Linked DNA regions of Mus musculus: region 1 is linked to region 2. Evidence: chromatin contacts called from public Hi-C data. All regions are on one chromosome and are shown on one strand. The core of a region is the stretch at or near the end of the contact, and the rest is flanking DNA. Distances in the headings are between cores, read along the strand shown. Region 1 has its middle 57 kb from the start of Gm34721. Region 2 overlaps Ntrk2 (neurotrophic tyrosine kinase, receptor, type 2).

Region 1 (2,972 bases), core at 430-2,929, 250 kb before region 2:
ACCTGGGCCATATTTACTCCTCCTTCCTATTCCCCTTCTCATCCCCCCACACCACCAGTTGTTCCCCTTTTATTTTCAACACCCCCAAATTCTGCATGTGGGAGAGGAACCATGAGACAGTTGTCCAAGATACTTATGTTTAGTTTGCTCTAACTGCCCAGCTCATCTATTTTCTTGCAAATGACATGGCTAGATTCTTTATGGTCAAGTGTAACTTAGTTGCACATATCTTTAACCACAAAGGCCCAACCATAACCACTGTAGGGCCCCTAGGCTGATAACTTGGCTGTTGTGAACAGGACCACACGCAGTAAGCATTGGTATGCAGGTATGAGGCTATCTCAGAAAGGGGCGCAGTAAACGAGGGTGTGCAGGGAGTATAGTAAACTGACTTAGATTCCTTGGGAATTTGGACCCAGAAGTGGTATCTCTGGGACATAGTACTGTTTTAATTTTTTTCTTTTGAGTAGCCTCCGTACTAACTTCCATAGCCAAGCAACAATGTTTAAGGGCCCACTTTGCCCCATATTCTTGCCAACATTTATTAATTTTTCTTAACGATAGCCATTATGACTAGAGTGAAGTCAAATAGCAAAACAATTTTGATTCGCACTTCCCAGAAGGATAAGAATATTAAAGGTTTTTTTTTTTTTCCTGTGTATGTATTGACCATCAGTGCTTCATTTGAAAAGTGTCAGTTCAGTTCATTTGCAGGTTTATTGGCTGGATTATTGATTTTTTTTTTTTTTGAGTTCCACTTTCCATTGGGCATTAATCCCTGGACATGTGATTATCTTCTGTGCAGCTGACAAAGATCCCCCCCCCCCCGCCCCCTCCTTCAAGGCTGTGTCTCTTTACTCTGGGAATCTATGCTGTGAGGAGCTTTGTTATTTAGATTTAGCTCTTTTATGTGTATGTGCGTCACATGCATGCAGTGCCTAAGGAGGCCAGAAGAGGGCAGCAGATCCACTGGAAAAAGAGTTGTGCCTAGTTGAGCGCTACCACGTGGGTGTTCTATAGGAGCCTAACATTGAAACGGCCCCCAAAGCCACTTAAGGAACTAAAGACATTTACTGCTCAGGAGGAGGAAATGTGACTCCCACCCTGAAGCTGGGCCGAGCCTGTTGGGCACAGGCCATCTTAGGGGAGATTGAACTTTATGGAAAGATGAAGACTCCTAGGATGTGACTAATAACGGAGCCCGGGAGCGAGGACCTCGCCATGACAGAGTGACTGGTTGAAGGAGCCACAGGAGGCGTTGCCTTAGGGAAGAACCATGAGCCGCCTTGTAGAGAGAGGCAAGAGCGGTCCTCTTCCATCTGCGTGCAGATGGTTCTGTTCTGCAAGGCTGCGTCCTGGTGCAAACCTGAGAGGAATTATTCCGGGATGAGGTTTGCTGTAGCAGCAAAACATTTGTCTTATAAAGGAAACTTGACTGAAAAACACGGTTTACAAGATTTTAAACAGAGACACACTCAAACTTAAAAAACACAATGCTCTCATGATTACTTTAAGACCTTTGAGCCTCCTCTGAAACAAACCATCCCCTCTATAAATTTTGTCCACAGAGTAATTTTCAAATTCAGTGGAACAGAGCTTTGAATGGTGTCATGCAGTATGAAAGGAAACCGGGCTTGGCGTTCCTTTCCTTTACATTATCTGGGCTGATTCCAGCATTTATAGATGCAGTAAACACTGAGGGTTTTCTAACTCCTCACCACGGAGTCAATAAAGAAATGAGAGCAGCAATAGAGGCTCTTGCTGTTTCCTTAAAGAGCTGGGAGACATCCAACCGCAAGCTGATTTTCTGTTGGCTGCTGGCTACATGTTAGTGACCTGCTTTGTGTTTTACGAGCCATCTGCAGACCCCACAGTGCCGTGCTCTGTCTGCTTTGAGATCTTTTCTTAAGACACAGGAGAGGTTGTTTGAGGTCCTCACACTGAAACTGTTTTATGTCATGAAGATTAGGGGACAGAATGAGATGCACCCGGAACTGTACACAGATGACAAACACAGACTCACTCTAAAGTCAGGGAAAACACATCCATCCATCCACACATATCTCCCCAGACACCCCCCTACATACACACACACACCCACACACACATACTCATACACACACACACACACACACTTACATCCATCCCCCTAATGTCCATACACACACATACACATACATGCATAGACACACAAACACAGGCATAACAGCTACACACACATACACACACATATACACATACATACACACAGACACAAAGATAAGTATACACAGTCATACAGAGGTACACAGACAGAAACACACACGCATCCATCCACACATATCTCCCCACACACCCCCCACATACCCCCTCATATACACACACATCCATACACACCCATACACACACATACACTCACATCCATCCCCCCAAAGTCCATCTACACACACACACACATCCATCCACACACATTCACATATGCAAATACATGCATAGACATACGCATATCCACCCACACACACATACACATCCATACACACATAAGCATACATCTATTCATGTACGCACACACACATACACATATATGCATAGACACACAAACACAAGCATACAGCTACAGACACACACACATATACACATACATACACACAGACACAAAGATAAGTATACATAGTCACACAGAGGTACACAGACAGAAACACGCACACATTCATATACACATAGACATACAAACATGCAAACATAGCCACATAATCTCTCTCTCCAACACAGGGACACATTCTCTTTCTCTTCTCTATCTTCCTCTAGTTCTCTCTCTGTCTCTCCCTCTCTTTCACTCTTTCACTCTTCCCTCCCTCTTCTCTCTTCCCTGCTTCTCTTTTCCATCTCCCCCTTATATCTCTCTTCTCTCTCCCATATCTCTCCCCTCTCTCCCCCCTCTTCCCTCTCCCTCTCTCCCCCTCTCCCCCTCATCTCTCTCTTCCTTCTCCCCC
Region 2 (3,151 bases), core at 290-2,789:
TGGCCTATGTGGCCACTGTGTCTTGTCTGTGACCCCCTACAGCAGCGAATCAGCTGTGATAATGTTTGACCCTTCGTCGGCTTCCCACAAATCTCTGTGGATAGGTTACCTCATTTGTCCTGGTGTCATGCTGAACATAAACAGACCCCTGAGTGATTCTTCCTATGGCCAACACTGGGCTCGCCATCCTTGAACCAGCCACAGCACAAAGAAAGCATAAGCACTAGAGAGTAGTGACATGTGACAGATACTAGCTTCAACTTGTTTCTCTCCCCACCCCTCTCTCTTCTAGTCTCATACTCCTTCTGTTTTATCTTTAATGGGATACCATGGTATGGTTAGCCCCTTAAAGGGCTCTGGCTCTTTGGCTCCACCTTGCATAATGGGCTCCTAGCACTGTCCACCTGTCTTCCAGGACCCAGATAGCATGGGTAGACTTTGACCTTCAATACATGGTAAATTCTCTTCAGTTATGTGCTGTTAGGGTAGAGACACAACAGAAAGCTTCTCCACTTTCAATGTGGAAAGCTGAAAAGGTTGTGCCTTGGACACCTGTGCCCTGCACACCTGTGTCTTGCAAATTTGTGTCCTGTACACCTGTTCCCTGCACACCTGTTCCCTGCACACCTGTTCCCTGCACACCTGTTCCCTGAACACCTGTGCCCTGCACACCTGTGTCTTGCAAATCTGTGTCCTGCACACCTGTGCCCTGCACACCTGTGTCTTGCAAAACTGTGCCCTGCACACCTGTGTCTTGCAAATCTGTGTCCTGTACACCTGTTCCCTGCACACCTGTGCCCTGCACACCTGTGTCTTGCAAATCTGTGTCCTGCACACCTGTGCCCTGCACACCTGTTCCCTGTACACCTGTGCCCTATACAGTATGCCCTGTTTCCTGGAGAAGAATCAAGTCTTGCTTTCCTCCTTCTCTCTTATACGAGGCTTCCACCCTTGCTTTTTAATACATTTATTTTTGTTTTGTGAATGAGTGTTTTGCCTGCATGTATGCCTGTGTGCCACAAATGTACAAGGCCTGTGGAGGCCAGAAGAGGGTGTCAGATCTCCAAGGGGGTGACTGATGGCTCTGACCTGCCATGTGGGTACTAGGACCTGAATCCCAGTCCTCTCTGTAAAAGCAATTGGTGCTCTCAGCTGCTAAGCCATCTTCCCAGCTGTAGCTTTGATTTTTTAAGTGTGGCAGAGTAGGAAACTGACGGAGGTCCCGCTCAGCCCCTCAGATCGACACCTCCCAAGCTGTGCAGGCTGACTTCAGAGGCCGTCATTTCTGGCAGTAATGGGAAGAGGCTAAGGGCTTTAGAAATGCAGTTTCCTGAGCTAATATTTCATGCTAAATCTATTCCCTCTTTTGACATCTTTATGACCTGTGTACATTGGTCTCATATGTTCGTAATAATGTTCAAATTGAAAGAGTATTGTGATCGCTTCACAGTTAAAAAAAACAGCGCTCTTTGTTAAGTCAGTTTAAGCATCGTGTTACAGTTGGGGCTTGTGGCGAATCAGATACGTTTTTCTTTTAAAGATCACTCCTCCCTACTTTTCCAGGATTGTTCTACTTGGAAGGACTAGAAAGAATCTGTTGGCTTTATCTGAGGATCTCAAGGGTTGTTTCCATATGTTTCTTGTCCTCTGTTACAGAGTGATTATCTTTGGACAAGTTGGTGTGAGATGTTGAGTTAAAACCTTGAGTCTGGAATTATTAACTTCAATCTGGTCCTGGCCTGGAGTTTCTGTTTAGTTGTCTAGACGAAGGTGGTATGTCTGAGAGCTTGAAACACGGCCAACCTGTGTCCCAGGCCATACGATGGTTTCTTATGGACATCTGTGTTAGTTCTTACAGCAAGCCAGCAAGCCTAAAACAGTGACTGCCACTTCCTAGATTAAGAAACCGGGGCTCGGAAAGGTCCTGTGGCTTGAGCCACACTGGGCAAAACCAGCTGAGCAGCCTCTGAGTTTCTCACTCAGACTCCACCCAGGTTTGCAGTTTGTTAGATTCCATTCAGTTGGGTAGGTCTGGATCACCCACAGTGATGTAGTCTGCTATGTCAGGGAGAGAGAGGACTCTTCTTGCCCATTCCACCTCACTGTCCAGAGGTGTGCCTCTGGCCTCTTGTCATGGGATACAGGCCTGAAGAGGCAGCACTTTCTGAAGTGCACCTTGACAGGAGCCCCAGTCTTGCAGAAGCTAAGCGCAGAAAGGGACCTCCAGAATCCCACTGTCTTTCCAGAGGGTTTCTCATCTCTAATGACTCCCAGGGAGTGTTTGATTCACCCTGCTCTGCATTTCAAAATGGCCTCAGCAAGGTCTACTTCCTATCTCAGACACATGGTTGTACCACCTCTGTCTCTCAGGGACCCACACTGCTGAGGGGCTCCCTGTGGGCCCATCCTTGCTGCTGCACATTACTGGTTTGTCTGGGTCTAATTTGGGCCCCAGCGTACCCTGGGTGGAGGCTCGTCCATTTCACATTCTCCTCGGCGTTCGTTCGGCAGATTTTGTTCACCCAACAAATGTTAAATGCCAGTAGCCAGTAATAACTAACACCTCTCTCTAAATAAAGCACCGTTTTGAGGCAGCATCTACATGGCCATTCTGATTTCATCTTTTATTTAGGGAACAGGGAGGGGGAGCCATACCCCTGCACAGATTCTGTCAGCAGCAGTTGAGTTTCAAAGCCTGAAACTGGGTCAGGGTAACAGAATGTGGATGCAGAATGCTAAAGAGCTCCACAGCAAGGCCTCAGTTGTCAGGGTAAGAAAGGAAAGGGCTTGCTGGGGTCTGGGGAAGCAGACAGGATGGGGACTGGAAGACCACTGGGCCCACCTGAGCGTGCAGGCGGATGGCTGGGCTCTCTCCATCCCCCAGTCCCCACCTCTGAAGCTGGTACTTCCTTTCTGTGACTCAGGGTCAAACCCAATGGTGACTGAGCAGGGTCTGTGCTCTCCTCCAGTGACCTTGTGCACACTTTCAATCTATCCTTGTTACACATGGGGAAATAACCATGCGCACAGCCCTCACCTGCCTAGAACTCTGAGTCGGGGAGGTAAGTATTGGAAACAATGTCAAGTACTTAGGAAATCTCGAGACCAGTGCCACATGGAAGGGGCACCCATCAGCACAGACAGGATGGGC

Evidence for each region. Hi-C and Micro-C count contacts between places; a contact is called where the count stands out from the background.
Region 1: a contact with region 2 is called in a Hi-C map of uterus, with 4 times the contacts expected there. The contact joins two enhancer-like sites. A contact is called at or near these places in 1 of 39 promoter capture datasets (hippocampal neurons), 1 of 484 Hi-C or Micro-C datasets (uterus), 1 of 115 datasets of contacts at active chromatin or transcription factors (astrocytes) and 1 of 9 other capture datasets (embryonic trunk).

The regions. Positions count from the first base shown.
Region 1 is chr13:59,349,653-59,352,624 of GRCm38.p6, reverse strand. No RefSeq gene overlaps it. Among named protein-coding and RNA genes, the nearest start is that of Gm34721, 57 kb to the left of the region's middle. Within about 2 kb of position 1,679, at least 10 of the 459 cell types and tissues checked have an H3K27ac peak or open chromatin away from gene starts, as enhancers often do. A contact at or near this core is called in uterus, where this site is marked.
Region 2 is chr13:59,094,364-59,097,514 of GRCm38.p6, reverse strand. The region is part of intron 16 of Ntrk2 (neurotrophic tyrosine kinase, receptor, type 2); the gene reads right to left. Among named protein-coding and RNA genes, the nearest start is that of Gm53063, 22 kb to the right of the region's middle. Within about 2 kb of position 1,539, at least 32 of the 459 cell types and tissues checked have an H3K27ac peak or open chromatin away from gene starts, as enhancers often do. A contact at or near this core is called in uterus, where this site is marked.